Regions from separate parts of the Mus musculus genome. Here regions 2 and 3 are each linked to region 1. The links are chromatin contacts, called in public Hi-C and HiChIP or PLAC-seq maps. All regions are on one chromosome and are shown on one strand. Each heading gives the region's core, a stretch centred on a gene start, on an enhancer-like site or on the middle of the called end of the contact. The rest is flanking DNA. Distances are from core to core; before and after follow the strand shown.

The links. A called contact is a pair of places that touch in the nucleus more often than the background predicts. HiChIP or PLAC-seq counts read pairs in DNA pulled down with a chosen protein or histone mark.
Region 2: a contact with region 1 is called in an H3K27ac HiChIP or PLAC-seq map of extraembryonic endoderm stem cells, with 6 times the contacts expected there. The contact joins the enhancer-like site here to the promoter of Arhgef28 in region 1. A contact is called at or near these places in 7 of 39 promoter capture datasets (the SN4741 cell line, cranial neural crest, embryonic stem cells and 2 more), 2 of 15 datasets of contacts at CTCF or cohesin (both in the NIH/3T3 cell line), 6 of 484 Hi-C or Micro-C datasets (the 3T3-L1 cell line, the F1.1 cell line, differentiating embryonic stem cells and 3 more), 4 of 115 datasets of contacts at active chromatin or transcription factors (embryonic stem cells and extraembryonic endoderm stem cells) and 1 of 9 other capture datasets (pancreatic islet).
Region 3: a contact with region 1 is called in a Hi-C map of the N1E-115 cell line, with 5 times the contacts expected there. The contact joins the enhancer-like site here to the promoter of Arhgef28 in region 1. A contact is called at or near these places in 13 of 39 promoter capture datasets (3T3-L1-derived adipocytes, the HPC-7 cell line, the SN4741 cell line and 8 more), 1 of 484 Hi-C or Micro-C datasets (the N1E-115 cell line), 4 of 115 datasets of contacts at active chromatin or transcription factors (cardiomyocytes, embryonic stem cells and fibro-adipogenic progenitors) and 4 of 9 other capture datasets (adipose tissue, liver, macrophages and 1 more).

What each region holds. Positions count from the first base shown.
Region 1 is chr13:98,204,774-98,207,815 of GRCm38.p6, forward strand. It overlaps Arhgef28 (Rho guanine nucleotide exchange factor (GEF) 28), which reads right to left and starts at 1,392. Exons shown (of 36, transcript NM_012026.2): 1 at 1,300-1,392.
Region 2 is chr13:97,954,306-97,957,347 of GRCm38.p6, forward strand. It overlaps Arhgef28 (Rho guanine nucleotide exchange factor (GEF) 28), which reads right to left. Exons shown (of 36, transcript NM_012026.2): 24 at 2,221-2,338. Among named protein-coding and RNA genes, the nearest start is that of Gm34388, 62 kb to the left of the region's middle. Within about 2 kb of position 1,531, at least 4 of the 459 cell types and tissues checked have an H3K27ac peak or open chromatin away from gene starts, as enhancers often do. A contact at or near this core is called in extraembryonic endoderm stem cells, where this site is marked.
Region 3 is chr13:98,058,706-98,061,747 of GRCm38.p6, forward strand. All of the region lies in intron 4 of Arhgef28 (Rho guanine nucleotide exchange factor (GEF) 28), which reads right to left. Among named protein-coding and RNA genes, the nearest start is that of Gm34469, 110 kb to the right of the region's middle. Within about 2 kb of position 1,631, at least 3 of the 459 cell types and tissues checked have an H3K27ac peak or open chromatin away from gene starts, as enhancers often do. A contact at or near this core is called in the N1E-115 cell line and epiblast stem cells, where this site is marked.

The sequences.
Region 1 (3,042 bases), core at 142-2,641:
ATTATGCATAATCACTATAAAGTCTGCATCGGAATATCACTTTGAAATGCTACAACCTCTCCAAAAGGCATCTGCAATGTTCTCTTCCTTCAAACACTCCAAAGGAGTTAGCGCTACTATTCATCAAGATTAGACAAACACCTATTTGTTTTAACATTCACATAAAAACTCAAAATAGAGCTATGGAAAGCTTCCCAGGAAAGGTTATCAGAGCTTGAATTATCGTGTTCAAAGTGGTTTCCACAGAGCCTAACTAGGGCAAGCCTTTGATTTTGTTTGTGTTGTTGAGAATAGAATTTCATTTTACTGAGACAGCTTCAGGGTCTAGGAACACGAGAGGGCAAAGTACAGAAAAGCAGTGTGTCCGTTCTTTATAACTGTAATTCTTGACTGCTTGGTGCAGAATCGAGTGCTCAATCTCTACAACTTGGAGTGTGTAGAGGCTGGCACTTGAGCAGGGGTCAGGGAGTCAGATGCTAGCAAACACAGATGTTACCCTTCCCCTGGGCCCACCCAGCTGCAACCAATAGGCAGGCTCTGTGGGCTCCTAAAGTAGTCTCCCTTAGAAACCTAACTGGTGTCTGGGAAACCAGAGCTGGGTTTCCTGGGTGGTCTGAACACCCAGCGTTCACAGAGCTCACAGCAAGCGAGAACGCCTTCTCCACCTGTGACCCCTACCACCCACAACCGAGTATTCCAGAGAAACTCATGGCACAAGCGCACGGATTCCCACCCAATGCTAAAAGCCCCTCCCAAACAAGATGACCATAGATGCTTTTATAAACTCAGCAAACGTTTCCACAAGAAATAAATGTCCTGAACTTGAGACTGACCAGCAGTCTGGGGTACATCCCACACACACACCAAGCATATAGGTGAAGCTGGCCAGAAACACAGATGGGAAGAGGAGAACCAGGCTCTCGAGGTTCACCCTTCTCCAGCCGCCTGCCTCTGATTTCCATCGCTTGCAACTAGCTTTGGTTGAGCTCCGTCACCCTCTGCCCCCTCCCACCCCGCTTGCCCGAGAGGGTGAGGGGTGGCCGCTGCCTCCCGTTTGCGCTTCACAGCTGCTGCCTCCGACCCGGCAGCGCCATGCACTTGTTGCCATCCCCAGGTACCAGGAGGCGGCGCCCATTCCTCGGGCTGCCCAGCCGACAGAGTGCAGCCTTTCACCACCTCTGCAGACCCCTGCGTCCTCGGGGACCCTAGAGAAACTTTGTCCCCTGAGAACTCCGGTGGGCAAACTTCGCCCAGGGCTGCGGGGAGACAAGAGGGATGGCTCCCGTAATCCGCCTTTACCTGGAGCTGTGGCTCGGGAACGCCAGGAGCCCTGGCCAGGCGCTGTCCCCGAGGCCTGCCGAGGGCGACCCGCCGGCCAGCGTCGCCCGGAGCGGGGAAGCCGGTCCCCAGCTGCCCACGCCCCTCCGCTCCGCTGGCCGCACCGAGGGGCGGAGCCGCAGCTCCCCCCACCCCACCCCACCCCCGCTCGCCCGCCCGCCGCGCCCACAGCTGGGGCCACCCCCTGCGCCCCCTGGTCCCCGCCTGCCCACCTCTGGCCAGCCGGGCTCGTCGCCGCCTCATCACATGGCCGCGCCCGCCACCAGCTCCAGGAGGAAACCTGAAGCTGCTGCGGCTCCGCCGCCCCCTCCCTTCGCGGGGCGGCGGCCGGTCGCCTCGGCTTTCCTCCGGCGGCGGGCACGGAGCGGGACCTGCTGGGCCAGGGCAGGGTTGCACCCTAGCGGCGGCGGCGCCCGCTCGCCCCGGGGGCCTCCACGCCCTAGTGGCGCCGGAGGAAGGAGCTGGCCGGTCGGCTCCTAAAGGGAGCCGTGCCAGGCCAGAGGGAGGCTCGGGTTGTCCTCAGCTCAAAGCCACCACACCCGGGACATAATAGTGCCCGGGTCTGTTACAATAGGAAGTACTATTTTAAAACAGCCGACTCCCTCTAATTCATGAGGATGATGGAGGTTCCTCTGGCCCAAAGCTTTGCAGGCTCGATTCCCTATGCGTTTATGCAAACAGGTGCCTAAACGGCACCAACATTTGTTTGTTTGTTTTTGAGAAAGCCATAGCCACTTTTACAACACCTAACAATGTGAAAGGACCCCTTGGATCTTAAAGCACTGAGGCACTTAGCACTGAGTTGTCCCGAGTGAAAAGTCTCGCCATTGTACAGCTTACTATAAAATAAGCTTAAGATGATTATTCCAGCTTTAAAGATAAAATTAAGCGTCTACTTTTCTAAGTTCCTTTAATATTACCTTTATTTTTCTCAAGAAGACAGACCGACTACATGGACAGGAGAGATGTGTTGGCCCGTCCCAAACCATCACTGCCAGATGCCCTGGGCCACCCTCCTAACATACCTGTTTAACCAGAGCCTAAAGAATGGCAGGATGGCAAAAAAAAACCAAAAAAACAAAAAACAAATCAAACAAAAACAAAAAAACAAAACCCAGGGTCTGAGGTCTTTAGCCCTGTCTTAGGGCAAACGCTGCCCTTCCTTCTTTATAAAGGACCTGACATTGGCCTTGCAGTATTGACACTTGTATTCATATCCTCTGATGTCACACTGCAGAACCTTAGGTCCCAAAGAAGAGTGTTCTCCACTGAAGAACTACGAAGTCCCGAAGATAAAAAATAAAAGCAATAACACTTTTCTCGAACATCAATATTTTCAATGTGAAAAAGTCAACTGGAGATTGGCTGAATCAACACACCACACACAAGTAGTTTTCAAGCCTGTTAGCGGAAAAGTTTGTAAAAGAAGCCTTTGTTGATCCCTCTGTTGCTGTTGTTCTTTTGTTTCTTTTTCTTCTTCTTCTTCTTCTTCTTCTTCTTCTTCTTCTTCTTCTTCTTCTTTAGTTGATTCTGTCATATACAGCTTGAGAGAGGCAAGGAATTGTGGGAAGAGGAACAGGTATTGTAAGACATTAGCCCAAGGCTCTCTTCCACACGAAAAAGAAGCAAACGGAGGGAGACTGTCCCTAATGCTCTCAGCATGATTGTAGAGGACATGTAATCCCACCGGCTGCAGTTTTCTTG
Region 2 (3,042 bases), core at 281-2,780, 250 kb before region 1:
AGCTTCCCTTAGGAGAGCACCACTGCGTGGCCTCCCGTGCCAGACTGAACAAAAAGGGAGAAGCAAGCAGACAGAAGGCCATCTTTCTTTCTCTTTCCTTCTTTCGTTCTCTCTCTCTCTCTCCCCCCTCTCTCTCTCTCCCTCACTCCCTCCCTCCCTCTCTCTCTCAGCTTCTCATCTGCAGATACAAATGTAGCCTCCTGCCTCATGCCCCGACTGCCACGCCTTCCCTGTCATGACAGACTGTGAGACAAAATTAACCCTTTCTTCTTGAAGCTCCTTCTTATCTGGTATTTTGTCACAGCAAGAAAAAAAGTAGCACATATTATATGCTACCTGTCTATCTATCTATCTATCTATCTATCTATCTATCTATCTATCTATCTATCCATATATGTATATATGTGTAATATAATTATAGTATATTATATAATGAATATATATTATATGTAATATAAGCAGAGGCTATGTTTGGCGTAACCTGGGCACTCCTCCCTTCCTAGAAACAGGTAAGTTACCCCATGCTGTATTTCTAACGACTGAAGCCAGCTGTGGGGCCAAGCTCATGTCCTCTGAAATGGAGCCACAGGGTGATTTAAATGGCCCAAGACTCATTTGTCTTCTGGGTTCTTAAAAAAAAATTATTCAAAATTATATTAGCATAAAATTGAGGATCTTAATGTTATAATTAAAATGTTCTTGACCTATCATTTTTTCTTCTGATCTTGAAAGTAAAGAAAAACATTTTGAGGTCCCAGGCACTGAGCCTCACAGAAGTCAGCCAGGCTTTGCATACAGAACAGACTGTAGCTCCCGTTACTCTTTAAACCAACGGCCACTCCTCTCACCTCCAGGCTGTCTTAAGAAAAAGGTCTGGAGGAGTTCCAGAGACTGGGTTCTGGAAACGGCAGATGGAAGGGAATCTGGCTACTTTGGGGGGATTTGATGATAAAGATCAGCTAGTTGATATTTGCTCAGGGGCCTGAGCCTGAAGAGCGAAGAGGAAGGGAGGAAGAGGGAGGGAAAACCAGAAAACTGGCAGAGAAGCCAAAGGCTCTCCGGAGGCTCCAGCTGAAGAAACACGTGTTTAGAAAGAGCAGTGAGGAGAGCAGAATTGGTCCTCCAGAGTCTCTTCCTTTAAGGTTTCCAGTGCACACACAGATGCTGGGAGCGCTATCAGAACACCCACAGAGCACACCCGATCCCCATAGTTCAAAGGGGATCGCTGTCTTCCAAAGAACACACCTCACTCCTTGACAGCGCCTTTCTAGTCTTTATAAGGAAATTTACTTATAAAGAAACTACTTCAAAACTAGGAAAGAAAAGTGAAGTTGAATTACCAGATGACCCAGAGTAACTACCAGAGAAGGTTCAAAGTCTTACAGATCACTCTCTCCCAATGATTCACAACCCAAAGGTAACAGCACCGGCCTCCGTGGGGGTCTTTTCAAATTCTCCCCGACCCCCAGCTCTACTCACACCCACTGACTCAGAATCTGCATGTGGACACACCCCCTTGTGAAGGACAGATAGTGAGGCTGAGGACCGCTCCCATTAACAGTTGTGAGAACCGATGGCCAAGGCTCCGGAAGGCTCAGGATTGGCCTTTGGCAATGCCTGCTCGGAGGAGGGGGCATCTGTATGCTATCTCGATGACTCTGCCAAGATGTCACAGACGCAGCTCCCACTGCTAAGGGGAGCAGATCACTGCTGCTATCTAGTCTACCAAGAACTTGGCATGGGAGTGAACCCTGGAGTGAGACTAATTGACTAACATTATCTGACACAGTTTAGTTCCTGGGATATCGTAGAACCTTAAGAAAATCCGCACAATGCAAAATGAAAAGCCCTATTGTTTTTTATTCATTCTCTCGCTGAGAGCAAAAATCTATGCTGCTATCTCCAAACGCTATTTTTATGTTCTCTCATGCATTAAGTTCTAAAGAAGCATAAAATAAAAGTGGCAGAAGGAAAGGACCAAATTCTGCAAGGTCTCTGATCATCACACGTATGCCGTGCATACTACTTCCCAACCACAGAATAAACGGGATTAAAAATAAAGTAATTTCCCAAAAATGAGTTACAACTCGAGGCTTTAAAAGCTTGCTCACAGGGAGAGCATTTGTGAGTGGAAGAACTCAGCACTCAAGGCTCTTCGGGACCCCTCAGTTGTGACTAAAACTCACAAGACAGGGAAAGGTCCCAGAAATAATCTCTCACCCTTGGTGTACTGCAGGATCCTTTCCACCAAGACTGGGTACTTTGTGATGCGCTGGGTAACTAGCAGGATGCACTCCGGGATTCCGCGGCGACGAGCCAACAGGTTGCTATTTCGGATCTTGAAAAGAATATACATTTTTATACACACCACTCACCATTAATTAAACTGTACACATAACCATTGAATTTTGTACTTTTGACATTTACCACTATAGTTGAGGTGGGAAAACATTTCAAGACATGCTGATCTGCAGTACCTCTAATTCCCAAATGAGCAAACACGGGGTTCAGGAGTAGGCTTTTGAACAACAATGGAAATCTGAGCATGCCCACTATCTGCTTTGCTAACATGTCTCCCTCCACCTTTGCTATCACACACTGTGGCACTTAAAGTCCCTTCTCACAGAGCAATCCTTTTCTTAAACATTTCAAAAATATTCTCTAAGTCTTCAAGGCCCATTGTACATATCTATGAAAAGAAACCAGAGGAGAATCTGGTAGAACTCACAAAATGACAGATAAAAAGGTAGGAACCCAGAAGGTTGGAGACATTTCTTCCATTAGATAAAAGTGAAAGGTGGAGGAAGAAGGGAGGAAGAGAATTCTACTGAAAGGGGGTTTTAGAGATGTGACCTCCACGGGGATCGGTGGACCTTGGCCAGGTCCTGGCTTAACGATACAGTTTCAAGAAATGAACAGTGAAAACTGACGATATCAGAAAATGACTGATAGTTTAAGTGTGCTGATGTTACCATGATATGTTAAAAGATAAAGTGCTCAGAAAGACACAGATGGAACTATCTGATGTCATGGCCTTGGTTT
Region 3 (3,042 bases), core at 381-2,880, 150 kb before region 1:
TCTCACTCACTCCCTCTGTCTCTCTCACTCTGTCTCTCTCTGTGTGCCTTTCTGTCTCTCTCTCGTTCTCTCATTTTAAATCTTGGTAAATGTTGTAAATAGTTACCATGTTACATTGTAAATATTATGCCAGTATCTACCAAATAATGTTGTTCATTGTTTTTAATTCAGCCTCATTGAAAATTTGAGGACATGAAAAAAACTAAACCAGATTCTTCAAGGTACAATGTGTATGTGTAAATAATGTCATAGTGAATGAAACCAAATTGCTTTGTATAGTTAATATATGCTAATAAAATATTTAAAACATAATCAATTAACATGGTGGACCTCATTATCACTGCCAATATTATATATAACATATATAGCATGTATATGTATGAGATAGATATAGATATATAACTTTAAATACTTTGGGATGCGTTACATTATCTAATAAAGAAACCTGTATCTTACATCCCATGACAAACTCATGGAATGGCTGTTTTGGGAGGATTAGAGGTGTAGCTTTCCTGGAGGAAGTATGTCACCAAGGGCAGATTTTCAAATGACTGGTGACATTTTGAGTTAGCTTTCCCTGCCTTCTACTCGTGAATTGAGATGTGAGCTCTCAGCTGTTCTTGCTACTGTGCCTTTGTTTTGCGATCATGGACACTAGCTTTCTGTAACTGTAAAACTGATTAAACTCTTTCTTTTCTAAGTTGCCTTGGTCATGCTGCTTTGTCACAGCAAAAAAAAAAAAGAAGAGAAGAAAGAAGAGAGAGAAGAAAGAAAGAAAGAAAGAAAGAAAGAAAGAAAGAAAGAAAGAAAGGAGAAAAGGGAAAATAGTTAGATAATAGTATTATAACAATAAAAATAAATTACAAGGCCAGTGAAAAGGCCTGGTGGATAAAGCCTGGTGGCCAGAGTTTTGTCCTTAGGACCTCCATGATGAAAGGAGAATTTTCTGACATCCATACATGCACTTTAGCACATCCAGGAACACTAAATCAATCAATCAATCAATCAATCAATTTCAAAAATTAGCTAAAGAATTAAACACACAGACACACCAGATACACACACACACACACACACACACACACACACACACACACATACACACACCACTAAAGAACAGGATTTCTAAAAACAGGCAAACACTCAAGACTTTTAACTTTTGGAAACAGATTAGTTGCTTTCACACAGGATTGCTTTCAGCAGGCCCAGCTATTCACTGTGACAGTTATTCATCACTACGAAGAAATGCATTGAGTACATATTCATATGTTCTTCATGGCTTTGGTCTGAATGGGAAAGAGTGTGCTTTTGAAGGCCAGTAGCCAGGGGTGGGTAAAAATGTTCTTGAGCTCCTATCACCCTAAGCTAGAGACCTCCATCAAAAGCTAAGTTTGTTGTCCATGACGGTTAAGAAGGAACAATATAGACACTAACCTAAGACAGGCACAGCCACCTAACCACTCTATTCCCTAGATGGGATTATAGAAAACAAGTAAATCTTGTGCCCCTGTCCAGCTCATCTTTTAAAAAAACAAAAAAGGGGGAATTGTGCCCTTCCCCCAGCCTTGAGTAGGCTAAACAAACCCATGATGGTTTTACAACCTAGCTGGGGTCACATGACCTCTCCGCATTTGCAATTTCCTAAAGGAGCTTTGAGGAGTTGACTGCCTACTGAGCTGGCTTTGCAACTCAATCCAGCTGAAACAAAGGATGGGTCTGTGGGCTTTCCCTATATAAACACAGTGCTGAAAATTAAACTTTTGAGCCTTGATCAGAAACCTTTGTCTTGGCTTCATCTTTCTCTTGCACTTGTCCTTTTTCATTTTCATCTCCCCTTTCAGGTAACCCAGTTAATCCATGGCTGCTGGACAGCTACACCTCCCCACAATTAAATCAGGACATCTAAAGAAAGGTGTGAGCAACCACATTTCTTAGCGACTCTAAAACAAAACCAGAGTTGGGGTTCTGCCTCTTGAAGTCAGTAAGTGTTTATCAAAATACATCCCTAAGGTCTGCCTTCTAGAGTACAGCTTTCCCAATCTGCTCTGAAGAACTGTGATCAATTAAAAATAATATTACCAAAGGACACAAGTGACTAAAGCCCTCTGAGTTTAGCAAGTTCTTTTTCACTGAAAGTGCTAACTATTAATCCAGGAAATGGTTTAACCACTTAGCAAAAGGTTAAAACTAACACTGGATAAGAATAAAAAATCTAAAAGCAAATGATACTTTTAAAACCTTTAAAAACACAGGCACATTCAGGAACTGGATTCAGTAATGTTTTACAACTTCTGAGGGAAGCCACTATAGGAAGGCATTCAGCATAGTAAGTTTTTGAAGACCAACAGCTTTTCATTCACACAAATCCAATTCATTAAAACAAATTCTACTCCAATTTCCCAAGCCGCACAATCATGCAAGTCTCAACTTGTGTTCCCAAGTTATGCATCAGAAAAATATTAAATAAGAGTATTTCTATGTGCCAAACCCAAGTGTAGATGGACATGGCCCCTCCCTGTGAACAGTACATACCCATTTGTGTTCAAAATAAAATAAAGCCTGTCTGTAAAATCATTGTCTGGTGAAGTACAATCCTAAGTCTTAGACACAAAGACTGTATGAGGAAATAAGAAAACCATTCAGCCAATAAGAAAACTTATCTGTTTGCCCAACCTAAACGGTATCATGACTCGGAATGTTTACAAAATGCCAAGTACAAAGAGAAAAATGTACAGAAACAAGAGGAAAGTGAGATAAAAAGTTGTCATGGACAGCACACACACAGGCTCTGAGATGTTTGCAAGGTTGTCAGAGAAACTAATACAATGGGCCACGCAGAACAGCATATTCCACAGTTTAAGTCGGCTCAGGGCTCTAGCGGTAAATATATAACCGGCCTTCAATACAGAAGGTGGGATGCTGGTGAATCTAAAGTAGGAATCACAACTACAAATGTGCTTATTAGAAAGAAACAGAGCATCATAAAGAACAGTTGACCAACATGGCAGCCATAACTAGATCCTAAGGCCAAAAAGGAGACAT